Linked DNA regions of Sus scrofa: regions 2, 3 and 4 are each linked to region 1. The links are chromatin contacts, called in public Hi-C and HiChIP or PLAC-seq maps. All regions are on one chromosome and are shown on one strand. The core of a region is the stretch at or near the end of the contact, and the rest is flanking DNA. Distances in the headings are between cores, read along the strand shown. Region 1 holds the start of LASP1 (LIM and SH3 domain protein 1). Region 2 holds the start of CDK12 (cyclin-dependent kinase 12). Region 3 holds the start of LOC100517731 (transcription factor CP2-like protein 1). Region 4 holds the start of FBXL20 (F-box/LRR-repeat protein 20).

Evidence for each region. A called contact is a pair of places that touch in the nucleus more often than the background predicts. HiChIP or PLAC-seq counts read pairs in DNA pulled down with a chosen protein or histone mark.
Region 2: a Hi-C map of embryonic fibroblasts shows a contact between it and region 1, with 2.0 times the contacts expected there. The contact joins the promoter of CDK12 here to the promoter of LASP1 in region 1. A contact is called at or near these places in 1 of 5 promoter capture datasets (liver), 1 of 47 Hi-C or Micro-C datasets (embryonic fibroblasts) and 1 of 2 datasets of contacts at active chromatin or transcription factors (alveolar macrophages).
Region 3: an H3K27ac HiChIP or PLAC-seq map of alveolar macrophages shows a contact between it and region 1. The contact joins the promoter of LOC100517731 here to the promoter of LASP1 in region 1. A contact is called at or near these places in 1 of 47 Hi-C or Micro-C datasets (liver) and 1 of 2 datasets of contacts at active chromatin or transcription factors (alveolar macrophages).
Region 4: a contact with region 1 is called in an H3K27ac HiChIP or PLAC-seq map of alveolar macrophages. The contact joins the promoter of FBXL20 here to the promoter of LASP1 in region 1. A contact is called at or near these places in 1 of 5 promoter capture datasets (liver) and 1 of 2 datasets of contacts at active chromatin or transcription factors (alveolar macrophages).

What each region holds. Positions count from the first base shown.
Region 1 is chr12:23,262,235-23,269,327 of Sscrofa11.1, reverse strand. It overlaps LASP1 (LIM and SH3 domain protein 1), which reads left to right and starts at 2,119. Exons shown (of 7, transcript XM_021067060.1): 1 at 2,119-2,342. The coding sequence starts at 2,274. It overlaps TRNAC-GCA (a tRNA gene), which reads right to left and starts at 1,412; the gene lies at 1,341-1,412.
Region 2 is chr12:22,826,990-22,833,860 of Sscrofa11.1, reverse strand. CDK12 (cyclin-dependent kinase 12) reads left to right here and starts at 2,466. Exons shown (of 18, transcript XR_002337130.1): 1 at 2,466-4,145. MED1 (mediator of RNA polymerase II transcription subunit 1) reads right to left here and starts at 3,456. Exons shown (of 20, transcript XM_021067050.1): 1 at 3,342-3,456.
Region 3 is chr12:22,989,509-22,996,334 of Sscrofa11.1, reverse strand. LOC100517731 (transcription factor CP2-like protein 1) reads left to right here and starts at 4,841. Exons shown (of 16, transcript XM_013979827.2): 1 at 4,841-5,655.
Region 4 is chr12:22,871,396-22,877,933 of Sscrofa11.1, reverse strand. FBXL20 (F-box/LRR-repeat protein 20) reads right to left here and starts at 4,539. Exons shown (of 17, transcript XM_013979813.2): 1 at 3,652-4,539. MED1 (mediator of RNA polymerase II transcription subunit 1) reads right to left here. Exons shown (of 20, transcript XM_021067050.1): 20 at 5,514-6,538.

The DNA.
Region 1 (7,093 bases), core at 870-3,369:
GGGGCAGGCGAATATTATTTCACCTAGTTTATGTTCTGACCAGGAAGACTAGAGCAGAATCCACGCTGGGCAGGTTTATACAGTGGCAAAGTTTAACAAGACACAGCATAGATGTAAGAAAAAAGGTGAAAAGTAGGAGCTCCTTTAGATTAGCTCAAAGGCAGGTCTTTGGCCTGATGAATCTGCAGGGGATGAGTTTGAAGCCTAGCGTCCAGGAAAGGGGTGAAAAACGAGTTATTTCTCTGAATGGCAGCTCTGCTTCATCTCCCATGTCTAGCTCGGCGACACATCTCACAGTAAAGGGAGCCGTGGGGGAAAAAATGAGTTCAAGCTGCATTCCCCTGGGGCCCCGAGGGATGACACAACCAAATTCCGAGTTTAAAATATCACAACTGCCCCCTGACTCAAGAAGCATGCCTCTCTCTCTATCCTTTCTTTTTCCTTTTTTTGGGCAAAACCTAGTCGAGGGAGATGCCCTTGCTCCCTTCATACTTATAGTTTTCTTCCCACCCAACAAGGATGCTGTCAGGCAACCAACAGATATCTGTCTCCATCTTTAGGTTATGAAACTGGAGGGCCCTGTATTACTGTTTCAGTGGGTTCTTGAAGTGCGGTCCCTCAGCATCAGCATCTCCTGGGAACTTGATCAAAATGCAAATTCATTCTGGGGGTGGAGGTCCCATTCCAGGCCTACTGAATTAGAAACTGGGGCGGGGGGCAGTTTTCAATAAGCTCTCCAGGTAATTCTGACACACGCTCAAGTATGAGAACCACGACTTTAGTTTTATATCAGTTTACATCGGGATGTACCTTTGTAAACTAAAATGAGCTTTGGGGTTGGCATGGGCCATTTTAGTGTTCTCTAAGGGCTTTCATTCTGCTGGTGCCATGAGCAATAGGGAAAGATAAACAGGGCTAGCGCCATGTCGACGGTAATAAAGAAAGTTGAAGTTGGAGACAATCTGCGCCTGTGGGTTTCCTTCCCTTGACCCTGACCCCTACCCCAACTCGCACACCAACTTGGAGGGAGTCGTCTTGTCTCCTAAATCAGGGCCTGTAACTGACACAACTGAGGCTGCCGGCCGTGGCCAAAGAAATCCAGACTCCTCTAACGCTGGAATGGGTGCCTGCAGCTTTTCTACCTCGTTTTGCCCGTGTATCCACCCCCGTTCCTGCTGAGTACAAAGTAAAACCGAAAGCTTTCCCCTATCGTTGTAAAATGAGGAAGGGATTTTCAAACACCATTCTTCTGTTTTCTTTAACACCTAGGACCCAAGGTTAAAATGTGATTTCGCCAACGGAAGAGTTACATAAATTTTGTAAGTTTGGCAAAACCGCCGAGGGGGCACCCGGACTTGAACCAGGGACCTCTTGATCTGCAGTCAAATGCTCTACCACTGAGCTATACCCCCGCGCCGCGTTACTGTCTGGGGACGGCTCCTTTGGGTGTTAAAACACTGCTACACCAAAGGCGGAGCGCAAGGATTAGGAACGAAAGAGGAAAAAGGGCCCAGTGGAAAGCAGAAGGTCCCCAGATCCGCTGAACCACCGCAAAGCTGTACGGCAGAGGCCTCGGGAGGGAAGAACTAGCCCGGGTTGCAAGGCGCTGAGTCCTGGCGGGAGGGACGGGTTCCGCCCTGCAAATGTGGGAAAGGATGTTGCGCCGGGAGGCTAACAGGGGCGGTGAAGTGGGGCTCCCGTTCGGTCCGCAGGTTCTCGCCAGGTACCGGCGGGTTACAAAGGAAGCCCCCAAATCTGGCGGATCTGGTTGGGCGTTCGAGAGTGTTCGAACCCCACTCTCGACAGGTCAAGGGGTCTGCCCGCCTACCGCAGCCCAGGCGCGCAGATGTACGGCCAGACCGGCTCCGCGCCGCCTCCAGCTCCGGAAAGGCCCTGGGCAAGGTTGTCCGCGCCAGATCCTCGGGCGCGTAGCTCCGGGGCACCTTCAGCTTTGGAGCGCACCTAGGCGCGCGCGCCGGGTCCCGCAGTCCTCCCCGGAATCCACCCCCGCGCAGCCCCACGTCGCTCGGGGAGCGCGCCTCTCCGCGCGCGCCCCTGCCCGCGCCCGCGGCGCGTCCCCGCCCCGGTACAGCCCCTCCTCCCCGCTGTGTTTATTAGGGGAAGGAGGGCGGAGGCGGAGGCCAGTTCCCTAGCTCCAGCCGCCGTCGCCGTCGCCTGTGCAGTTGCAGCCGCCGCCGCCTCCCGCCAGCTCGCTCCGGGGAAAGAGAACGCGCGCGAGCTCGGGCGTCCCCGCCCCAGCCTTTCCCGGAGTCATGAATCCCAACTGCGCCCGGTGCGGCAAGATCGTGTACCCCACGGAGAAGGTGAACTGTCTGGATAAGGTGAGCCCGGGACTGGGAGACGCGACTCTGCAATCTCCGAGCTGTGCTCCATTTCCAGGGAGGAGAGAGGGGCCCGGTCTACGCCGCCTCATCCCCGCGAACCTGGGAGGAGGGAGGGAGGGCGGTGTCATGGGGTGTGGGGACAGACCCCAGTCTGGAAACCAGGAATCTGAGGCGAGGCAAGGAGTCTACGCGTGGCGGGCAGCCACTACGGGAGGCCACTACTGGAGAAGAGTGGGTTCTGTGCCCCGGGCTTGGGAGGACGCGAATGGAGTAGGGAAGTCAGGCCCCGCGGTGGGGGTGGGGGTGGGGGGAGCGGGGGAAGGTTAGGGGTGCAGCCCCGCCCCCTAGGGCCGGGAGAGTGAGAGCAGACGGCCGCTCCCTCTCCCCGCCGCGCCGAGCGCCAAGTAGGCGGAAGCGCGGGGCGCTGGGGGAGGGGGCGGCGGGGGGGCGGGGCAGAGGTTGGGGAGCCCAGCGAACCCGTGGGCTCTGGCCGCGTCTGGCCGGGCTTCCTGGCCTGGAGACTGCGGGGCGGGGGCTCTCAGCCGGCGAGTGTTGCATCTGGTGAACTGGGCTTCGGATACGACCCGAGCCACACTGAGAGACCCCTTTTTTTTTGGATGACCTGCAGCCCCCCGCCCCTGGTGGTTCCATGGTTAATGAACTAGCAGACGTCCTCCATGGCCTCCCAGCCCCCACCTCAAATACACGCCAACTCCCGCGCTAGGCGGCCCAGCCGGACTGGGGCGGGGTCCGGTGCTGGAGTAGGGTGGGTGGGGGGGTTGCTTCGCAGAGACCTCCTGAAATTGTGCTCAGTGACTGAGTCCAGCTAGTAGAACAAAGAGCTAACTTTTCAAAGCAGGTTTCCCCGATGGAGGGTGGGGTTGGCTGAGTTCAGGGGAAGCTAAGAAAGGAGGGGGGAGGTGTTAGAAGGAAGGTTAGGTGGCCTTCTGGAAATTCACTGTCCCCTGGGGGCCTTTACGCGTCGTCTCCCCCCCCCCCACCCCCGGCCCCGCATCATGCTGGACTCGTTCATCTGGTTGCCATTATACTTTTGGAGGGGGGCGGAGAGTAGAACTGGGTATTTCCAGCAGTTGGGGGTAGGATCCGGGCCTCTTTTAAGCTCCCTATGATCCTAAGGCAAAATCCACCTTCTCCCCCCCTACATCCCCTCCCCACGGGGGAGGAGAGGCCTCTGATTTTGACCCTCTCCTCGTCGTGCCTTTCATCTACCTCCTAAAGCCGGTTCCAAGTCCAGAGAGCCCTCCTTCCCGCCTGGACTGGCAGGGGTTGGGGGGCATGGGATGGAAGAGGGGTGCAGAGCCCACCTGCAGCCAGGTTTTGCTGGGGAAAGGGTAGTTCCTTGGATCTTTTTTTTTTGTCTGTCCCCTCCCCCCTTGGGCTTGGCACTTCCTCAGTGACCTTTGACTTATGAGTCAGGGTGAGGGGGTGGGGTTCCAGGTTCTGAGATACATTTGAAATTGCTCCTGGAGAAAGGGGGGCATCGGGAGCTGCTGCTCTTTCACTCCCTCTCCTGAGCCTGGCCGGGTTGTGGGTACAAGGGCTGTGGGTGCTGACCTTCCCAATGACCATGCCTGCCTCTGGAGGGCAGGACCGGAGCCCAGAGGCACTAGCTGAAAGAGCCATCTGTCCTTACACACTGGGGTTTGGCCCTTCCCTGGTGGTGGGATTTTGGCCTCTTCGTTCCGGGTGCCTCCCAACCCCCTTCTTCTCCACAGTTATGAATCGGGAAGAGGCTGTGGCCACTCGCACCCACATGAGGCAGAAACATTGTATGATGGAGGGATTGCTCGCCTGAGAGCTGGGAGACTTGGGCCAAGTTCCAGGTCTGCTCCCACCAGCTTTATGAATGGTTCCAGGCCTCAGTAGTCACCCTCTATCAGATGGGTATGGTGATGTCACTTCCTTGAAGGTGGGGCAGTGCACTCAAGTGTCTGTCACAGTGCCCGGAAGGAGATGTGGTGGTGGCTCTGCCTTCCCTACCTTGCTGGGGTGCTCCGTCCAGCCCCACATCTTTGGAGTCAGAGGGGAGAGGCCAGGGAGCCTTCAAGGTGCCCTCCCCCGCTGTCCTCTTGCCCTTGCAGGAAAAGGTCCTGCAGGTGGAGGTTACCTTGGGAAGCGGGAGTTGGTGATTCCGCTCTCCTTTTAGATCTCTTCCTAGAGGAGGTGATCCTGGGGCGACCTCACCCTCTGCCCTGAGCCTGGGATATCCAGGTATCAGACCTATTCTTCCCAACCCCCTTCAGGCAGCAAGGACAGGCACTTGGAATGGGGACCTGGTGCCTGGAGGACTGAGACCTGGGAGGGGGAACATCGGGTCCCATAGGCAGCGCTGCTGACCAACTTCCAAGCTTCCCACTTACAAGAGGATAGAGTCCAATTAGTCACTGCAGGTTCCCTACAACATGGTGTGACCAGAGCACAGGCTATGTCCTTGATGTTAGGCTTATCTCCTCCCTCAGCTTATCTCCCAAAGAGTGGGTTAAGGCCGTGTCACCTCTGATGGCCACCCTGCCCTCAACCTACAGTACCCAGTGTGCTCTGTGGGCTGAATAAATATGAATTGCTGATGGTGGTGTTTGAGCTTGAGATTTGCTTCCCCAGAAGACTGAGGGGGTTAGAAGTGGGAGAGAAACGGGGTGACGTCACTTGCTCATTCATTCAACAAATATTTATTGAGCGCCTACTTTGTGCTAGGCACTCGCAGGGGCTGTAGCAGGGCCTTTGGGGAGCGAGAGGGGCTGTGTCTCGCAGTGTCCTCTGCATCTTGAGAGAGGTGGCATTTTGTCCCGGACCCCATTGGGAGGCATTTGTATCTGGGGACTTGCGTTTTCAAGAGTCTGGCTCTGTCCCTCTGCCCTGGCTTACTTTCCCCTGGGCTCCTGACCTCAGGTGGAGGCATTTGGGAAGGGTAGAGGGTTGGTGGGCTCCTAGTTCCCCTGGAGTCTCCCCATCAGGAGGGCTCTCTGCCTCAGAGACCCCCCTGGATCATCCTGTGACCCGCCACTCATAGTTGTTACAACTCATGGGAATGGCCAGGCTCAGTCTTCCCAGGAACCTCACAGAGCAAATGCGACTGCTCCTGAAAGTCACGAACCCCCTAATCGGAGGCTCTGACAGGTCCCGGGGCTCATTGCCCTCGCAGCCAGCGCTGGAATTGAAACCTCAAGTTCTCTGTGCTCAGCTCTTCTGCCTGTTGTTGTGTTTGCAAAAAGTCCTTTTATTGATGCTGTCGCACCCAGAGTGGTCCCTCCCTTCCCTGCCCCTGGCCTGAGGAATGCTCTGGGCTTGGGTGACGGCACTGGGAATAATACACTCCCTCTGGGAATTGGTGGAGGTGCCCTAAAGCCGGCCTCCCAGGTGGCCTCCGGTCAGGGTGGGGCTGGTGTCGCCTTGGAGGAGCGTGAAACTTTCCCTGGATGAGAGGAAGGGAGGGAGAGGTCTCATGCCCTAACCCTGAGTCATAGGCAGCCCGGGTGAAAGAGAGCAGGACACCAGGCGGAGGGCACAGTGACCCGCATCCCCCTCACCCAGAGCTGTGAGCTTCCCCCACCTCCACAGTGATGTTGGAGTGATTGGGCGGCCGGGGCCTCGCCCACGTGCAGGGGATCTTGCCTCTGCCCCCACTGGCCTCTGTTTGCCTTTCTGCGGAGTGGGTTGCTGCTCTGGAGCTGCAGGCAGGGAGCGTTGAGAACAATGGGGGGACCTAGGAGATGGGCAGAGAGGCTTCTAACCGGCACCAAAGGTCTGGGGATTTTTTGTGAACTGGGAAACAGTGGACTTCCAGGGTGGCAGGGAGGATTAGATGAGCAAGTCTAGAGGTGTATTTTGTTTAAGTACTTGTTTTTGTCTTTTTTAGGGCCACACCCACGGCATATGGAGGTTCCCAGGCTAGGGGTTTAATCGGAGCCACAGCTGACGGCCTACACCACAGCCACAGCAACTCGGAATCCAAGCTGCGTCTGCTGCGTCTGCTGCGACCTACACCAAAGCTGGATCCTTAACCCATTGAGCGAGGCCAGAGATCGAACCCGCAACCTCATGGTTCCCAGTCGGATTCGTTAACCACTGAGCCACGACGGGAACTCCCTAGAGGTGTATTTTGCTCCCTGAGCCCTAGTGCCAGGCCTGCTTCTCTGAAATCTTACCTGAGTCCTCAGGTAAGAAAGGGATTCTTGCTCTGGGGCAGGGGAAAGCGGGTCCTTGGAGGCTTATATTAATTCATTTCCCTGTGCCCTTCACTAGATCCGATTGAGATAGGGATTTTTTTTTTTTTTTTTTTTTTGGGGGGTCACCTTGGGGTGACCAGCCCAGGCCTGGCCCACAAGGGCTGGTAAGTGACATGTCATCTTCTGCCCCCGCCCCCCCTCGCTTTCCTACCCCCCCAAAAGGACACAGTGGCAGGAGCTGCTGGCCTTTGTTGACCCTGGGAGCTCTTCTCCAGAGAGGGGAGGGAAGTGATGAGAAGCAGCCAGCGGTGCTGCTCGGAGCCCGTGTCATCTCCTCCTAGCACCTCTGTGGGATCATGGTTTTAGCTCCACTTGCAGATGCGGAGACCCGGTTCTGTAGTTACCTCACCCAGTCCCCTCTCGTTCTCATCATTCTGTTCCTGAACCCCCTGACAGGACAGACAGCCACTGCCCCAGCCTCCGACGTGTCTGTCTGAGAGTAAGGGGTGTCTGGGTGAGGTGGGGAAGGGCTACCCATGGAAATGGACATGAGTCCCTTGT
Region 2 (6,871 bases), core at 1,217-3,716, 440 kb after region 1:
AGCAATGCCAGATCCTTAACCCACTGAGCAAAGCCAGGGACTGAACCTGCGTCCTCGTGGATGCTAATCAGGTTTAAGTGCAGAGCCACAGAGGGAACTCCACAATTCCATCTTCTGCCCCCCTTTTCTATTTTACTGTGGATTGTGGGTGCACTCTGTGTCAAAAATTGATCTTATTTATTTATTATTTTTGGCCACACCTGAAGCATATGGAAGTTCCCAGGCCAGGGATTGAATCCTAGCCACAGCTGTGGCAATGCCAGATCCTTAACCTGAGAGGCCACAGCTGGAGCTTTATGATCTCATTTAAAAGATAGGAAAAGAATGGGAATAATTTTGGTGAACTCATGCCAATGTTTAATAAAGTAGGCCAGTCATTTAATCTAATTATCCATTAAGTCCCATGACATCTGCCATTATGTCAGACACTGGTGGAGACATTTACATCCAGGCCTTCTTGCAGCAATAAATTGGGAGTTACCACACTTGAGTTCCAGTACTTATTTCTTTTTTTCTTGATAGTATTAATTTTACTTCCATAGATTATTTAAAAGTTGTCATGAAAAAGTTTTTTTTTTTTATCAAGATATGTGGACTTAAACATTTAGGTAAAATTTTTTTGGTACTCATGTAATCCAAGCAATATGAACACCTCCAGGGAGTGATTTTGAGAGTCAGCTTTTCTGCCTTCATTCAAAATGTTTTCTGGCTTCTAACCTACTGGCTGGTGTTCCCCTCTTTGCATATACAAATCCTATGTACTCTTCCTGGGCCAACTCAAATGTCCCATTTTTTTTTCTTGTTTAGCCACCTCATCAAATAGAGTTCCCAGACCAAGGATCAGATCCCTGCCACAGTTGCAACCTATCATAAGAAGCAGTGCTAGATCAGTATGCCAGGCAGGGGATTGAACCTGTGTCCTGATGCTGCACAGACACCACCAATCTGGTTGCACCCCAGAGGTAACTCCTAAATGTCCTACTTCTTTGTTGGGGGGGAATCTTTTTAGAGCTACACCCATGGCATATGGAAGTTCCCAGGCTAGGGGTCCAATTGGAGCTGTAGCCGCTGGCCCATGCCACAGCCACAGCATCGCCAGATCCGAGCCGGGTCTGCGACCTACCCAGCTCGTGGCAATGCTGGATTCTTAACCCACTGAGCGAGGCCAGGGATAGAACCCCTAACCTCATCGTTCCTAGTTGGATTGTTTCCGCTGTGCCATGATGGGAACTCCCTAAATGTCCTACTTTTATAATGCTTTCTTTTATCACTCCTAATCTCCTTTTGAAACTTCACACTGCTGTTTATCATTCTTATATTCTTCGAACATTTATCACATTATTATTATTATTATTTTGCATTCCAGTAGCATGTGGAAGTTTTTGGGCTAGAGATTGAACCCTTGCTATAGCAGCGATCTGAGTCACTGCAGTGACAATGCCAGGTCCTAAAGCCACTGCACCACAAGGGAACATATCACCTAATATCTTCTTGTGTATGAGTACATTGTCCATATTCTACTTGAGGACCCTCAGTGGCACTGTTACACAGAGAAGGAACTTTGTCTTACAGATACATGTTTACTGAAGTAAACAATGAGAAAGCCTGGACAAGTCACTTAGCTTCCCTGTGCCTTAGTCTTCTCACTATCACAACCCTATTTCAGAGGAAAGTTGTGAAGATGGAATGAGTTAATATGTGCTAAGGAGTTTTGAAAAATAAAAAGGAAGGGAAGTGTAAGATTTTTGTCTCGTTCATGAATATTATGCTTTGCTTGTTTGTAATTATAATCCTCTGTGAAAATAAAAGGCTAAATGATTCCTAAAGAGTCATAAGATGATCTCAAGAGGTGATGAGCATTCAAGTCTTTAAGCAGTTGAAAGGGTTAGTGCCACACAATGAAAGAGCTTGTAGTATAGTGTCGGACAAGAATTTGAATCTCTTTTTTTGGCCCTTGATGGACCAACTTTGTCACCTTGAGTGAGTTATTTAGCTCTTCTGAGACTGGGTTTCCTTATCGGTAAAATAGGGATAAGGAAATCGTGTTTTGCAGGGTAGTATGAGAAATAGAGAATTAGAGATAATGCACGTAGTAGTATATACAAGTGGGAAGAATTGTTAACACTTAGGGACTTGGGTTGAAATGTCCTCACATTTGTCCTTTGTTCTGTTGACATTATTTTCATCCTGGTACTTGAGAGTTGTTACAAAGCATGCAAAAATTAGTTTGCGCTGGCGCCTGAGAACACGTTTTTGTTCAATGAGTTATTAATAAAGTTTTGAATTTAAAAGATCATCCTAGACCCAATAAAGCTTTGCTCGAATGGGAAGCCGGGATCTTATCGCGAGAATCTGGCGGAACGCGTTTCTGGCCGGGGACCTGCTCTCGCGTTGTTTGAGCAAGCAGCCGCGAGAGGTGAACGAGAAGCACGAAGTACCGCGAGAGTTGGGCATATTCTCGCGATACTTCTCGGGATTACCCCCCTCCCCCCGCTCCTCCAAGTGCCGTTTCGGTTTAACCTAGTGTGTGACTGTGAGTCTGTGTGAGGGAGCGAGTGAGTGTGTGAGGTATTGAGGTGAGGCGGAAGCTAGAAACGGGGCTCCCTCAAGAGCGAGGGACAAAGGGGGTGTGAGGCGCCTAGGTCGCGGGACCCCAGCGACAGGAAGCCGCCCCGAGCCGGGCTACCGGGTAGGGGAAGGGCCCGCGCAGTCCTCACAGGGCCCCAGAGCCCGAGTCGGCCCCACAGCCCCGGGCCGCCGGCTTCCTACTTCCTCGACCTCCTTCCTGGGCGCCTAGGCCTGAGGATTGGCTCGGCTGGAGTTGGAGGGGAAACAGACTCGAGCGGCAGTCCGTTGTCTCACAACTCCACTGCTGAGGAACTCTCATTTCTTCTCTGGCTCCTTCACCCCCTACCTCATGTAGGAGGGTGCTGAGGAGTCGGGAGGGAGGAGGAGCCTGGGCTACCGTCCCTTCCCTCCCCACCCCCTTGTAGGGGTGATTTTGTAGGCGTGGGGCTGGGGTTGGGGGGGAGGGTGGGGGTTACTTTTTGGAGTGCTGGGGAACTTTTTCCCCTTTTTGAGGCCTGGGGAAAGGGAATGCCCAATCCAGAGAGACATGGGGGCAAGAAGGACGGGAGCGGAGGAGCTTCTGGAACTTTGCAGCCGTCATCGGGAGGTGGCAGCTCCAACAGCAGAGAGCGTCACCGCTTGGTGTCGAAGCACAAGCGGCATAAGTCCAAGCACTCCAAAGACATGGGGTTGGTGACCCCCGAAGCAGCACCTTTGGGTACAATTATCAAACCTTTGGTGGAGTATGATGACATTAGCTCAGATTCTGATACCTTCTCTGACGACATGGCCTTCAAACTGGACAGGAGGGAGAATGATGAACGTCGCGGGACTGATCGGAGTGACCGACTGCACAAACACCGTCACCATCAGCACAGACGTTCCCGGGACTTACTAAAAACTAAACAGACAGAGAAAGAAAAAAACCTGGAAACCTTTAGCAAGTCGGGATCGATGAAGGACCGGGTATCAGGAACTTCGAAGCGTTCAAATGAGGAGAATGATGACCATGGGAAGGCGCAGATCTCCAAAAGCAGCAGCAACAAGGAATCCAGGTCATCCAAACTCCATAAGGAGAAGACCCGGAAAGAACGTGAGTTGAAGTCTGGGCACAAAGACCGGAGTAAAAGTCATCGGAAAAGGGAAACACCCAAAAGTTACAAAACAGTGGACAGCCCCAAACGGAGGTCCAGGAGTCCCCACCGGAAATGGTTGGATAGCCCCAAGCAAGATGATAGCCCGTCAGGAGCTTCTTATGGCCAAGATTATGACCTTAGTCCCCCAAGATCTCACACTTCTAGCAATTATGACTCCTACAAGAAGAGTCCGGGAAGTACCTCAAGAAGGCAGTCCGTCAGCCCACCTTACAAGGAGCCTTCGGCCTACCAATCCAGCACCCGGTCACCCAGTCCCTACAGTAGAAGACAGAGGTCCGTGAGTCCCTATAGCCGGCGACGTTCATCCAGCTATGAAAGGAGTGGCTCTTACAGTGGGAGATCACCAAGCCCTTACGGTCGAAGGCGGTCCAGCAGCCCATTCCTGAGCAAGCGGTCTCTGAGCCGGAGTCCTCTCCCCAGGTGAGCTGTTTGTCTTGTCTAACAGTCCTTTCTTTCTTACGGTGGGTTGTGAGGAGCTATTAGAGAAGTTAACATTCTGTTGAAGTTCCCGGTATTGATCATTGACTAGAACACTTGGCTTCACTAGTCATCATGTAGGTGAGTCTGGTCTCTTCTTAACCCAGAATTGGAGAGGTGGAGGAGTATTCACATGCCTACTGCTGCTAAAGGTAGGTACTTCCAGTGGTGGGATCTTCAGCTGTAAGCGTCTGTGAGTAAAATCATAGGCTTCTGCTTACTTCATTGCATCGGATTGATACTGGTTCCCAGCTATTTGGGTTGCCTTGTCTTAAAATTTTAAAAATCACTTTAGTATTAGTGCTTTAGGCTTCATTGAGCCTGATTAAAAAGAAGTAAGAAGTTACAAATTTTCATTTGTATTGTCTCAAGGCTGTTTGCCTAGGTCATCTATCATTTGTGTTATCCACTGAGTCTCCAAACCCATAAGTTTATTTCCTAATTGATAATTTTTTGATAACTTATACAGGACTCCTATCTTCTTTTATCTGATGTTTCTAGTGAAAATTCAGCCGATTAGTCCTTTTCCCTCTGATGGTATAGCTTAACAGAAATTGGTTCCAAAGATAATTTGATTTTCTTTATAGCATCACCGTTGACCTATCTTGTGACCACAGGCAATTTCAGTATCTTTCTGTTAAAAAAATGGTAGTAGTACCTTCACAGTGATATTTTTGTGAGAAAGGCATGTTAATTTGATACTTAATTGTTGGAGTGAATTGTCTAAAGATAACTGTTCTTGTTCCTCTGTGATGAGATGCACCTCCCTTTTTGTAGACTTTACCATTTTCCACAAAAGCAGAACTTGGGCTCTTTTGGGGTTATACCTGAGTGGAATCCTAGTCTTGCTTTGTGAACTTTGGTAAATATTTTCTGTATGTGTAAAATGAGAGTAACTACTAGAGTTGTGAGGATTAACTGATGAACGTGAAGTGCATAGCACAGTGCCTATCAGTAAATTCTTTCTGTGAGTGAGGAAAATGTTGAACACAAGAGAAATTATGATAATTGGAAAAATCCATTTATGTCTTTTATATGTCAATGTAATTTTTGCTGATTTAAAATTATAATTCATAAACTAGTTTGAATTCATCAAGCTGTGCGAGTTCCTAGCTTTCAGAGTATAATGTTCCTTACTTAGGCTTTTCCCCTCCATTTTATTACAATTTTTCAAACAGAAAAGTTGAAAAAATTGTACTTAGGACTCAAATATGTACTACCTAGATTCTGCAGTTAATATTGGTTATTTTATCATCCCTGTGCATCATTCCATCAGGCATCTTTTCATTTGTTTTGATTCATCCCAAAGTAAATTGCAGACATCAGTATACTCCACTGTAAACATTTCAGGGTTCACTTTTTTTGGGGGGGAGGGATGAGGGGTAAAATTTATATACAGTGAATTGGATGTCTCGAGTGTACCATTTGTAAAATTGCTTAGTTTTTTAAGGAAACATGAGAAATATTCTCAATATTTGTTTTCTTATGGGAGTAGTTTCATTAAGGCTGTTCTGAGATATTTTATTGTTGCAGGGTTTGGGAATACAGAATTGCATTGAGGCTAAAACCCAGAATGAGTTTCAGTAAAAACTGCTGTTTTGCAACGATTCCTTTTGGATTCAGACCTCAGTCTCTCTTCCACTACTCAGTCGGAACTGGTGCAATAATGGTGAAAATAAATCAAGAAAGAATTGGAGACACAATGTGATAGTATAGGGCACAAATATAAACTCTACATAATAATCCTGGAGTCACATACACGTTTTTAGTTGTGTGTACAAACAATAAGTACAAAAATTTCTTGGAGTCAGAGTAGACAAACATACAGATCCTTTTTAGGGTATTCTCTGTATTTTTTCTTTGAGAGGGACAGTCAAAATTAAGCAATATCATTTAAAAGACTGAAAATGTTTTGTCAGAAATGCAAGGTCTTTGCATCCACCAAATTAGTGGTGATTAATAGTAGTGGTTTCATTTCAAATGGGTGGAACCTAACTTAATTCAGGGAAAAATACATTTGTTTTTTGAAGATAAATTTTTTCTTGTTGCCTGCATTTACCTATTTGTTGTCCCCTATTTACCGCACCCCCGCCCCAAATAATGGGTCTGGAACTCAAATGTAACATTTTGTATAACTAAAAATACCGGAAGTATATGGCCATCCAAATGTCCTATTAACAGTAGGCTTCTGTTCAGAGGTTGAAGTTTGTAGTAGAGTTCCTTAGGAAGATTTAGTCATGCTGAAAAATGAAAGAAACTGGTTTATATGCATGGTCTCTGACATTACTGTTATCCCGAGATAGAGATACTAGTTTTATCTCAGCCTATAATTCAAGCAGAGAAAATGTCTTGTGGTAGCCATTTATAAGAGAGGTATTAGTTTTCTTGAGGCTAAATGGATATTTGGTAAATTCATTTAACTACTTTCATTGTTCTATATCCTTATATTCTTGTATACTTTTTGTTTTTTTTGGTTGTTTTTTTTATGGCCACACCCATGGCATATGGAAGTCCCTGTGCCAGGGATTGAATCCAAGCTGCAGCAGTGCCAGATCCTTAAACCTATGGCATCAAGCCGGGGATTGAACCCACACCTCTGAGAATCGAACCTCTGCCTCTTCAGTGACCCAAGCCGATGCAGTTGGATTCCTAACCTACTGAGCCACAGC
Region 3 (6,826 bases), core at 3,592-6,091, 280 kb after region 1:
ACGATGGGAACTCCCCTCATCATCTTATTATTATTTTTTTTAATAGTTGCAGTATGAAGCTCAGAAAGATTGTTGCTTGGCCAAAGCCACAAAGCTAAGCTTGCACTTGTGAGTCTTTCCCCAACATAACTCCAACACTAGCACACCTTTTACTCCCTACCTGCAAGGGGCTTCTACTCCGATGGGAAGCAGACTTTAGGCAAAGTACACAAAGAATAAATTGCACATTGGATGACCACGATGAAGGAATTTGGGGAAGGGGAGAGCCAGGACATGGGGAACAGAAACGCCAGCTGGCTGGGTTGCAGGAAGGATTTTAAGAAGGAGGCAGTTAAAAAAAAAAAAGGAGTTCCCATCCCGGCTCAGCAGACAAACCCGACAACTATCCATGAGGATTCGGGTTCAGTCCCAGGTTAAGGATCCAGCGTTGCCGTGAGCTGCAGTGGAGGTCACAGAAGTAGCTCAGATCTGGCATTGCTGTGGCTGTGTAGTTGTGCAGCCAGCAGCTACAGCTCCAATTCCACCCCTAGCCGGAGAATTTCCATATGCACGGCGCAGCCCAAAAAAGACATAAAACAAAAAAACCAAAAAACAAAAAAAAAAACCCACAAAGGAGACAGTAAGCTTGAAACATGCACAGAATACCTTTCCAAGGTGAGAAAATTTAGGGCTTAGATCCAGGCCTATGCATCATCGAGCTCCAAAAGGCACTGTTTACTGGGCTGCCCTGTGGAGCTGTGTCCAGGAGAGGCCTGAGAGACAGTTTGCTGGAAAAAGGACCTCCCTTCTCGGGTGGGGGCGTTTATGCAGACAGACACACAGACCACACAAGGATTGGCGTATGATATTACCAGATGCCTGTGTGTGTGCATGTGTCTGAAAAATTGTGCTCTCATCCATTACTTTCAAAAATTTTAAATTAAAAAAACATTTTTTTCTAGGGCCCCAACTGTGGCATTTGGAAGTTCCCAGGCTAGAAATCAAATCGGAGCTGCAGCTGCTGGCTTACACCACAGCTACAACAACGCTGCATCCAAGCCAAATCTTCAACCTACACCACAGCTCTCGGCAACACTGGATCCTTAATCCACTGACCAGGCCAGGGATCAAACCCACATCCTCAGGATACTAGTCAGGTTCTCAACCCACTGAGCCACAACAGGAACTCCCACTACTTTTTCTTTTTTTTTTTTAAGCTGTTTATTTATTTATTTATTGCTTTTTAGGGCCGCACCCACGGCATATGGAGATTCCCAGGCTAGGGGTAGAATTGCAGCGACAGCTGCCGGCCTACACCACAGCCACAACAACACAGGATCCAAGTCGTGTCTGCAACCTACACCACAGCTCAGGGCAATGCCAGATCCTTAACCCACTGAGTGACCTCATGCTTCCTAGTCGGATTGGTTTCCACGGAGCCACAATGGGAACTTCCAAGCTATTTATTTATTTAGAATTATTAATAGTTGATTTACAGCATTCTGTCAATTTCTTTACAGCAAAGTGACCTATTCATACATGCATGTATATATATTCTTTTTCTCACATTATCCTCCATCATGTTCCATCGCAAGTGATTAGATATGGTTTCCTGTGCTGTTCAGCAGGATCTCATTGCTTATTGACTCCAAAGCCAAGAGTTTCTATCTACTAACCCCAAACTCCCAGGCCGTCCCACTCCCTCCCCTTCCCCCTTGGCAACCACAAGTCTGTTCTCCAGGTCCATGATTTTCTTTTCTGTGGAAAGGTTCATTTGTGCCATATATCATATTCCAGATATGTGATATCATTTGGTATTTGCCTTTCTCTTTCTTTTTTTCTTGCCTTTCTCTTTCTGACTTACTTCACTTAGTATGAGAGTCTCTAGTTCCATCCATGTTGCTGCAAATGGCATTAATTTGTTCTTTTTTATGGCTGAGTAGTATTCCATTGTGTGTATGTACCACACCTTCTTAATCCATTCATCTGTCAATGGACATTTAGGTTGTTTCCATGTCTTGGCTATTGTGAATAGCACTGCCATGAACTGCAGGTATCTTTTTCAGTGAAAGTTTTGTCCAGATAAATGCCCAGGAGTGGGATTGCTGGGTCATATGATAGTTCTTTATTTAGTTTCCTGAAGTACCTCTGTACTGTTTTCCTTAGTGGTTGTACCAGTTTACATTCCCACCAACAGTGTAGGAGCGTTCCCTTTTCTCCACACTCTCTCCAGCATTTGTTATTTGTTGACTTGTTAATGATGGCCATTCTGACGGGTGTGAGCTGGTACCTCCTTGTAGTTTTGATTTGCATTTCTCTAGTGATGTTGAACATTTTTTCCTGTGCCTCTTGGCCATCTGTACGTCTTCTTTGGAGAAATATCTATTCAGGTCTTCTGCCCATTTTTCAATTGGGTTGTTGGTTTTTGTGCTGTTGAGTTGTTTAAGTTGTTTGTCTATTTTAGAGATTAAGCCCTTGTCAGTTGCATCATTTGAAACTATTTTCTCCCATACTATAGTTGTCTTTTTGGTTTTTTGTTTTGTCTTTTTAGGGCCACACCCATGGCATATGGAGCTTCCCAGGCTAGGGGTCCAGTCGGAGCCTAGACCACCAGCCACAGCAACACAGGATCCACAGCTCAAGGCAATGCTGGATCCTCAAGCCACTTGAACAAGGCCAGGGAGCAACCCCGAGTCCTCATGGATGCTAGTTGGGTTTGTTAGCCGCTGAGCCACAGCGGGTACTCCTCTTTTTGTTGTTGTTGTTTTTTTTAATGGTTTCCTTTGCTATGTAAAAGCTTCTCAGTTTGATTAGGTCCCCCTTGGTTTATTTTTGTTTTCATTTCTGTTGCCTTGGGAATTCGGCCTAAGAAAACATTGGTACGGTTGATGTCAGAGAATGTTTTGCCTATGTTCTCTTCTAGGAGTTTTATGGTGTTTTGTCTTATGTTTAAGTCTTTAAGCCATTTTGAGTTTATTTTTTCGCATTACTTTTAAAAAATTGTTTTCCTAGAACTCAGTGCCCAGACATTTTGATGGCTAATGTGGGGGAAACAGGGGTGACTGAGCCCTGGCTAGAGCAGGATTCCACCTACACTGGTGTGAGGGAAGGAGAGGGAGAGCTGGTAGGCAGTCGATCACAATATGTTGAATGAATGAATGAATGAATGGAGACCACTCGCCTCAGCCCCTATTTCTCTGAGGGGGTGGCATATTTCACTGTCCAACTCTTCCAGGTTGGAATGTAGCCTAGCATTGGAGTTCCCGTCGTGGTTCAGTGGTAAACGAATCTGGTTAGGAACCATGAGGTTGCAGGTTCGATCCCTGGTCTTGCTCAGTGGGTGAAGGATCTGGCGTTGCCGTGAGCTGTGGTGTAGGTTGCAGACGCAGCTCGGATCACATGTTGCTATGGCTGTGGCGTAGGCCAGCGGCTACAGCTCTGATTCGACCCTTAGCCTGAGAACCTCCATATGCCAAGGGAGTGGCCCAAGAAAATGGCAAACACACACACACACACACACACACACACACACACACACACACACACAAAAAGGAATGTGGCCTAGCATAGAAGACAACACAATACATTCTGGTTAGAGGAGAAGATACTGAATTATTTCTCAGCAATTTTCCCAAGTAAAAAATAATTTCCTTGGAGTTCCCGTCGTGGTACAGCTGAAACCAATCTGACTAGGAACCATGAGGTTACAGGTTCAATCTCTGGCCTCACTCAGTGGGTTAAGGATCCAGCGTTGCCGTGAGTTATAGCGTATGTTGCAGCCCCAGCTCGGATCCCTCGTTGCTGTGGCTGTGGTGTTGGCCAGCGGCTGTAACTCTGATTCCACCCCTAGCCTGGGAACCTCCATATGCCACAGGTGTGGCCCTAAAAAGCAAAATAATAATAATAATAATTTCCTTGGCTTAGGGAACCCCAAAGTGTATTGCAGTTAGCTCTTAGGTTACGCCATGATCTAGAAAATGACAGAGTATTTTGGACGTGAAAAAAAAATCCATTAAAAAAAAAAGCATCTCGGAGTTCCCACCATGGTGCAGCGGAAACGAATCTGACCAGGAACTATGAGGTTGCAGGTTCTATCCCTGGCCTCGCTCTGTGGGTTATGGACCTGGCATTGCTATGAGCTGTGGTGTAGGTCACAGACACGGCTCGGATCCCATGTTGCTGTGGCTCTGGCGTAGGCTGGCAGCTGTAGCTCTGATTGGACCCGTAGCCTGAGACCCTCCATATGCCACAGGTGCAGCCCTATAAAGCAAAAAAAAAAAAAAAAAAAAAAAAAAAAAAATTAAAATTAAAATAAGTTAAAAAAAAAAGCATCTCTTGGAGTTCCCATTGTGACTCAGCAGCAACAAACACAACTACCATCCATGAGGACATGGGTTGGATTCCTGGCCTCACTCAGTGGGTTAAGGATCCGGCATTGCTGCAAGCTGCGGTGAAAGGTCACAGATGTAGCTTGGATCCCGTGTTGCTGTGGCTGTGGTGTAGGCTGGCAGCTGTAGCTCTGATTTCACCCCTAGCCTGGGAACCTCCATATGCTGCAGGTGTGCACTTAAAAAGCAAAAAAAAAAAAAAAGTCTTCAGGATCTTACTGAGGCTCTTGGGGGACTTAGGTTTCTTTGGCCCCCATTGGCAGGAATGTTCCTATCCCCGTCTCTCTCCTTTGTCTGGCTTCCTGGCAGAAGAATGTATGTTCAGGACCCAGGTACCTGGAGCTGCCCTGTCCAGTGTGCATGGGGCGTGCTCTTTGAAGGCCTGGATAGTTGGAGTAACGTGAGTTCAGGCCACATCTTTAGAGCCCCACCTCCGCTCTCTGCAAGGCCCTTATCTGTTTATACCAAACACGGTGGGGGGGGGGGTGCCCGGGCTGACTGTGTACAGTGACAACAGGGGCTGAGCCCCGGGAAGGAAGCCATCCCCCAGGCGGTCTCTATTTGTCCATAAACACAGTCCACCCCACGCCCCAGGGCGGAGGAGGGGCAAAGAAACCAGCCCAGCTGGAGCTGCCTTCCCACTGCTTTCCTGGCAGGGGGCACTCCCAGGCACCCAGGCACACCACCTCCTCCTCATAGGCTCCATCTCCCTCCCAGCACCACCCCCTGAGTTGTTTCCACAGCAAGTGAAAGGATGAAAATGCAACCTAAAACCCCCAAGACCCCAAGAAGATAATAAAGAAAAAGCCCTAGATGCCCCTGAATTCCAGAAACTCATCCCTGCCAAGTAAATACGTCACACTTGTTGTTGCATCGGGGCCTGTTTTACGTCCTTTCACCTAGTTTTTTTCTATGAAACTGGGTGGGAGGATGTGAAACAGGCCTTGGGTGAGACTGCTGGCCTAAGCAAGGTAACAGGATCTGAGTTGACTAAACGCTTATCTGGCTTCTGTAAAACTGCTTGCAAATATTGATTGCACAACTGCAAAATGACACACCACCCACGAGCCCGCGCTAATATAGACCTCCTGATTGGTCCTCAGAACGCGTACTTTAAAATGATTCGTCTTCCAGGCGCGGGCTCTTGATGCGCGAGCTTTGTTGTGAACCCCATAAAAGCTGTCCGCACTCGGGGCCGCAGTCCTCTACCCCTGCCTGGCATACGACTGTGGGCCCCAGCGTGCTTGAAATAAAAATCCTCTTGCTGTTTGCAACAAGACCGCTTCTCGTGAGTGATTTGCAGTGTCGCCTCTTCCGAGTCCAGACGAGGGGGATTTTCCTTCTCCTGGCCTTTTCATTTGGTGCGTTGGCCGGGAATACCCCGCGACCACCCCTCACACCCGAGAACCGACTTGGAGGTAAAGGGATCCCCTTTGGAACGTGTGTGCCAGCCGGCGTCTCTGTTCTGAGTGTCTGTTTTCTGTGATGCGCGCTTTCGGTTTGCAGCTGGAGGACTGTGATCAGCAGACGTGCTAGGAGGATCACAGGCTGCCGCCCTGGGGGACGCCCCGGGAGGTGGGGAGAGCCAGGGACGCCTGGTGGTCTCCTACTGTCGGTCAGAGGACCGAGTTCTGTTGTTGAAGCGAAAACTTCCCCCTCCGCGGCCGTCGGACTCTTTTGCCTGCTTGTGGAAGACGCGGACGGGTCGCGTGTGTCTGGATCTGTTGGTTTCTGTTTCATGTGTCTTTGTCTTGTGCGTCCTTGTCTACAGTTTTAATATGGGACAGACAGTGACGACCCCCCTTAGTTTGACTCTCGACCATTGGACTGAAGTTAAATCCAGGGCTCATAATTTGTCAGTTCAGGTTAAGAAGGGACCTTGGCAGACTTTCTGTGCCTCTGAATGGCCGACATTCGATGTTGGATGGCCATCAGAGGGGACCTTTAATTCTGAAATTATCCTGGCTGTTAAAGCAATCATTTTTCAGACTGGACCCGGCTCTCATCCTGATCAAGAGCCCTATATCCTTACGTGGCAAGATTTGGCAGAGGATCCTCCGCCATGGGTTAAACCATGGCTAAATAAACCAAGAAAGCCAGGTCCCTGAGTTCTGGCTCTTGGAGAGAAAAACAAACACTCCGCCGAAAAAGTCAAGCCCTCTCCTCGTATCTACCCTGAGATTGAGGAGCCGCCGACTTGGCCGGAACCCCAACCTGTTCCCCCACCCCCACCCCCTTATCCGGCACAGGGTGCTGCGAGGGGACCCTCTGCCCCTCCTGGAGCTCCGGCGGCGGAGGGACCTGCTGCCGGGACTCGGAGCCGGAGGGGCGCCACCCCGGAGCGGACAGACGAGATCGTGACATTACCGCTGCGCACCTATGGCCCTCCCATGCTGGGGGGCCAATTGCAGCCCCTCCAGTATTGGCCCTTTTCTTCTGCAGATCTCTATAATTGGAAA
Region 4 (6,538 bases), core at 3,290-5,789, 390 kb after region 1:
TTCGGTCCCTGCCCTTGCTCAGTGGGTTAAGGATCCGGCGTTGCCGTGAGCTGTGGTGTAGGTTGCAGACGCGGCTCGGATCCCGCGTTGCTGTGGCTCTGGAGTAGGCTGGCAGCTACAGCTCCGATTGGACCCCTAGCCTGGGAACAGCCCAAAGAAATAGCAAAAAGACAAAAAAACAAAAAAAAAAACAGTATCCAAAGACACAATACACAGAATATTCCCTATACAAAGATTTTAACAAATCGAATTAAAAAAATAAGCAGAGTTCCCCTGTGGTGCAACAGATTAAGGATCCAGGGTTGTCACTGTAGCAGCTTGGCCACTGCTACAGCATGGGTTTGATCCCTGGCCTGGTAACTTCCACATGCCCGGGGGGCGGGGAGGCAAAAAAAAAAAAAAAAAAAAAGCTTTAGTTATCTCCTCCCCATAAAAAAATGTGGCCAAGAAAAAGAAAACAATCTTTCACTTTTTGTATTAACTATAACTAATGTGATGTTAGTTGTGATATTTTTGCTATAGAAATTTCCTGCACTCACAAAAATTCTCAGAGCTATCTGCTTACCATCATAAAATATGATCAGTCCTTTGAAAAGCCTCCTGTGATTTCAAGAATTAAAAAAAAATTTTGATGTGAATGTTTTAGATATGAAAAGCCTGCTTTATCCTATCTACATCTTTTATCCATTGCAACTAAATATTTAAAATGTCTTCAGTGAATTAGCAATAAGTTTATTACTTCATAAGAGACCAGTTTATTGTTTTACTACATGTAAATTAGGTCATTAACGGGTAAATGATTTTAAGAAATAATTTGATAACGAAACTTGTTAACACATATTTCCAGCCCCTTCTCATTTGTATTTCAGCATGAACACTTCACATCATAAAAAAGTAGCTTTTTGTTTATAAATAAACACTTTAATCATGAACACTGCAGAAGGAGTTTTTCCTCCTTTTTTATCTTCTTTTCAGGCACACATACCAATCAAGGTAAACAGGGATGCTTAATAAAGCGATAAATTCTTATTTTAATACCACCATTACAGATAAACAACAAATTAAAATATAAGATAATTATAAAAACCGGATACAGCAATGCAATTTTAAAGCACATACTATAAAAGAACTCTTTTCAACAATTACTCACACAACCTAAAAGTGAATAGCAAAATTCACTTAAATTGAATGTCAATTAAGTCAGCTTGATAAAGAACAGGCTGCAATAGCAAAAGGCTACTATCTCCCACTCAAAACTTCAGTATTTGGGTTTCCCTTTGAAGATTTTTGTTAACTGCTAAATGTCTATGGAGTAATATTTTTTTTTTTTTGCCTGCACCCTCGGTATGTGGAAGTTCCTGGGCAAGGGATCAAACCCAGGCCAAAGCAGGGACACAAGCCGCTGCAGTGACAAAGCTGGATTCTTAACCCACTGTGTTACATCAGGAACTCCTCTATACAGTTATTTTAAGGACCGTCTAAATTTTTACAGTAATACTGAATATGAAGCTATCAAGGGCAGCATAAACACCAAAACATATCTACTATAATACTTTTTTCCCACGATTAAGATAAACATAGAAACCCTAAGGGGGAAAAAAAAAAAAACCCTAAGGAGACCAGTTCCTTGATTTTCTCCGCTCCTGGCCTGCAACAATACCTCTGAAGCTCTGAATTTAAACTCCCCCAAACACTTCCTGTCTCGATCTTTGTGGGTAAATTAAAATATTTTCCAAAAGCATTAACCGAAATCAGGAATAGACTAAGACCCTTAGGTAACAATTTCACCCTCTAAACCTAGCTGGCAAGTTTCCTAAAACTTTTGTCTCACCGTCTTACAATTTCATCCTTAAAATGGAAATGAAGGAAAACATCAAGTGAGATACACTGAGCTGTGAGTGACCTCGGGTCAGCCTGATTTTCTGCCAAAAAAGGCCAGGTAACATTTACTCTTCTTGCTGTAGAAGTTTCTTTCTCTCTCTTATTCCCCCAATGGGTCTTCCCGTATATTACTATACTACTATAATTCATCTGTCGTTATAATACTTCACTTTCAAAAGGAGTCACTTCCTAAAGCTGACTACTCTCAAGACGCTTTCAGATGTTTTATTTCCTCACCCATTTCTTAATTCCATTACTATAAATCTCTTTCGCCAGAGGAAAAGTTCTTAGAGACAAAGAGACTTGAATGGATTTTCTTAAGTCTCTCAGACCTTCGTCCCAATCTCAAAGCCTGTACACAACGAAGAGTTCCCAGAAACAATGAGCAACAAAAGTACAGACTAAACGGGATAGAAGAGGAAGTATCAGAACAATACCCTAACCTAACACAGCACCGAAAACCCGTGGTCGTCTCCACCATCTCAGTCCCCCACCTCCACTTCCCTAGTTTAACCAAGGTCTCTCAAACTCGGAGAATAAGCCCCCTGGCTCATAATTTCCTCCTCGAAGGTGGCAAAAAGAAAACAAGCTCCCTCCGGTCGATCAGAGCTGTGATGCTTTTTCTGCCGAGTGAAGGGAGACACGCCAAAGGTTGTGTAAAGAAAGAATGGAAAGCTGAGTGATACTGGGGGGAGGGGGAATTAGGGCGCCAGAGCTAATCCTCGGTCCCGGCCCGCCAGCAAAATAGTAAGAGGCGATCGGCCCGCAGGACGAAGGAAGCTGGGCTGCACTGGGCTCTCAGATCGAGAGAAAGGGGAGAGAAGTCTGGCAGCCCCAGCGGTCTGGGGATGACGGCGCCAGGCAAAGGAGGAGGCTCGGTGCGGAGCGAATTTTTCGGGGCATGAAAGCGGGAATCGCCTTCCTCACGCCGCCCTAGCCCCCTCCACCCCCAAGCGCACACCTCAAACCTGCTCTTGGTCACTCCGTTCACGTCCCTCCTCATGGGGCCGGCGGGTGCGGCCGGGGCCGGGCGCTGCGGCGTGTGGAGGGCAAAGACTGGGGGCCCGGGGCAGGCCCGGGAGTTCCGGCACCGGGAGGAGGCAGAGGAACGGCGGGCAAGAGCCGTCGGCGGGGAGGGGAGACCTCTTGAATCCCGCAGGGCCTCCTCCGCCTCCCGCGGCGGTGGCGACGACTGCTTGTCGCTAGCTCTTCTCTCTCCTCCGCCTCAACTTCAACCCAAAACAAAAACACTCCCCACCTGCCAGCAACGCCGCTCCTCATTGGGCAGAACCGCCCGGGCCTCGGAACGGTGTGGGGAGGGGGAGGAGGAGGAGCGCGCGGCGGCGGCGGCGGCAGCAGCGCAGGACCACCCCTCCCCCACCCCGGGGCGCAGCCCGCGACCATCCGCCCGGGAGCGCGGCGGCGGCGGCGTGAGCCCGCCCTCGCCTCCAAGGCCGCCAAGCCCACCGCAAGAAGAAGAGGCAGGGAAGTGTCTATATGTCTGTGTGTGTATTTGTGTATGGGAGGGGCTGTGGGGCGGGAGCGAGTGTGCGCGTGCTCGCAGACCAGTGAGAGAGAGGAAAGCAGGACAACTGCACACAGCGCCCAAGCCCCCCTTCTCCCATCCGCGGGCAAACAGCACGCACCAACCCACCAAGCACTTGAGCTGTCTCGTCCTCCCCCGCCCCCTCAGTCTTGTCGCTTTCCCGGTAGCTTGCGCTGGCACACATGTCCTTCCCAGACACCCAACTCCCTTCCCCTATCACTCACTGTAGCCTTGAACCCAAAGTGCAGCAGGCGGTCCCTGCTTGGAGCCATTTTTCTCCTCTCTGGCCGTCTCTAGATTGGGGCTGTTCTGATGCCGCCGCCGCCGCCGCTGCCGCCGCCGCCACCGCCTTCCCCGCCCCCGTGGATTGCATTACCGGGTGTTGCAGGGAGGCCTAGGGGGCCGCCGCGGGGAGTGGATCTCCTTGTGCATGGTTTAGAAGGACAGGGGGTAATTGCGCTGCCCTCTGCTCTGGGGATATGCGGCGAGGCCGCACCTCGTGCCTTGGGGTCAAGGGGTGCAGTGCTGGAGCTGGGCGACCATTCCTTTAGCTGGGGGAGGGGCACGCTTTGGTGAAGGTGGGGGCGGGTGAGGCAGAAAGGCCTCGGCTTCTCCCGCCCCTCTGCTTTCCGACCGCTGCTGGCACCCAATGGGCTCTAGGGCCTGCCTGCCCTCCAATCAGGGCTCTGGTTGGTGAGATCCTGATCCTGACGCCACTTTGGCGGGAGAAACAAGCGTGTCTGAACGAGTAGGCGGGGGCGCTTGCCCAGTAGTAACATTCATTCTGACTCAGGCTCCTTCTATAGAAGCTGGATGTGTCATGATAATATGTACTTTAGTAACACCAGCCCTCAAACCTTGAAGTCTCAAAATTTATGATCTGACTTCCATGAATTAAGAAATGAGTTTACACTTAGAGCGACAAACTACGGAATTATATCCCAAATATGAAACATTGGAAACTATATCATCAATTCTAGCAGTGCTGGCTGGACTTACAATTGCATTTCAAAGCAGATATGAGTTTATTTTCATACCCCTGTTACTTTGTACTTTCAGTAACTGGCTTGTCTGATTAAGAGATGTGGTTCTGCAGGGGAAACAAATCTGACTGTGGGTTTGATCCTTGGCCTCGCTCAGTGGGTTAAGGATCCTGCATTGCCATGAGCTGTGGTGTAGGTCGCAAATGAGGCTGGAATAAGACGTTGCTGTGGCTGTGGTGTAGGCCAGCAGCTGTAGCTCCGATTGGACCCCTAACCTAGGAACCTACATATGCCTCGGGTTTGGCCCTAAAAAGCCAAAAAAAAAAAAAAAAAAAAAAAAAAAAAAGTTCTGTAAGAGCAAATTGTGCTGGAGATCTTTTAAAATAGGCATATTTGGAGTTTGCGTCATGGCTCAATGGTTAACGATCTGACTGGGAACGATGAGGTTGCGGGTTCGATCCCTGGCCTCGAAGGATCCGGTGTTGCCGTGAGCTGTGGTGTAGGTTGCAGACGTGGCATGGATCTGGCATTGCTGTGGCTGTGGTGAAAGCCGGTGGCTGCAGCTCTGATTAATTAGACCCCTAGCCTGGGAACCTCCATATGCTACGGGCGAGGCCCTAAAAAGTCCAAAAAAAAAAAAAAAAAAAAAGGCGTATTGTAGCTGGAAGGCTTATTACCCAACTCTGAAAGCACTTTTTTTTTCCCTAGAAAAGAACCCAGGAACCCAGCTTCAGTAACTCATTCTCAGGCCCACAAACCCAGATCTAGATGTTATAGCCTCCTCCTGTCCCAGATACTTTTAATGTGATTGCTTTACTGCAGCCATATAAAAACAGCCTTTTGTTGCATCTAACAGAACTTTTCTCCCAGCAAGAACTATTGATACAATTGGTGACTAAGGCCTGTAAAAGATAGTAAAACTGGCTTGAGCAGGTAAATCAAATGAAGAAAACTTTCACAGTTCTGTTCCCCTAATTATCCTTTCCAGTTACACATTTCAAGGAAGGTTTTTCCTTTGTTATTTTAAAATACTTTTGATTGGACTTTTAAAAAGCTGAATAAACAATTATCCAAAAGTTAGAAATTTATTACACATAGGCATGTTGCTTTTTATCAAAGAAATTTATTTGCATGTAAATAAACAGGTTTCTGTAATGTTTCGGGAAAAAAAATCCCACAGATTTTGTCTACTTTCAAAAAAATGAAAAACCCCAAAGTATTTACAGAACGGCCATACACACAGAAAATCAAATTTAAAAGATTACTTTTTTTTTAGAAAAGCCCCTCCCAACTGCTCCTGATGTACATTTTTAAAACTCAAAATTTAAAGCTCAGCTTTTACAGCTGAGCATGTTTCCCAACCTAGCTTCTGAGATGTTAAATACTTCCTACCCCTCAAAAAACTAACTCAAGGGTAGAAATAAGGGAGGGAAGGGGATTTTTAAAAAGGTAAACAAATATGAGATTACCTAGGGATTGTGAATAATGAGTTTCCTATACTGGCGTCTGCTTTAAGTGACTCAACTGGATACTGTGACTCACTGGCTCCCTGGAAAGATTCTTTTGAGAATTCACAAGAGTGCTGCACTAAATTTTCAGACCCAGGCCTTAAGGTAAATCTTTCTAAGAGTCACCAATCTTAAGTTTGGCAGTTATATCCTGCTTAACCCCTCCCCCACCTCTACAATACTTGTTTTAAGACACTGATTTTGAACCTGGAATCTTCATGTACATCAGAGCAGGTTTTGACCAAGGACCCCTAACATGAAGCCAAAGGACAGAAGAGGAATCAGGTCAAACTAAGAATACACAAGACACCAGCAGCAGAAGATAGGTAGAAGTTGACTTCATGTCCTTGCCGTCTTTTGGAACAGGAGAATGAGTACACCTAGACAGGAGGGAGGTGTCCCAGGCTTGGTTTATTCTGCCTCTTCTCCTCCACCCTGTGGAGAAATGCAGTGCTCCCTGGTTCTCAGGCAGGGTGAAGCAGTTTAGCCCCGGCTCCCTGTTAAGCAAGTTCAGATGCTGGGTCAGTGTGTGGGGTGTGCCCATCGACAATTCAGGGGCTTATCCTTCATCCAGATCCTAACTCGGGATTCTTTGATCTGGGATGAAGACAGAAAGAGAG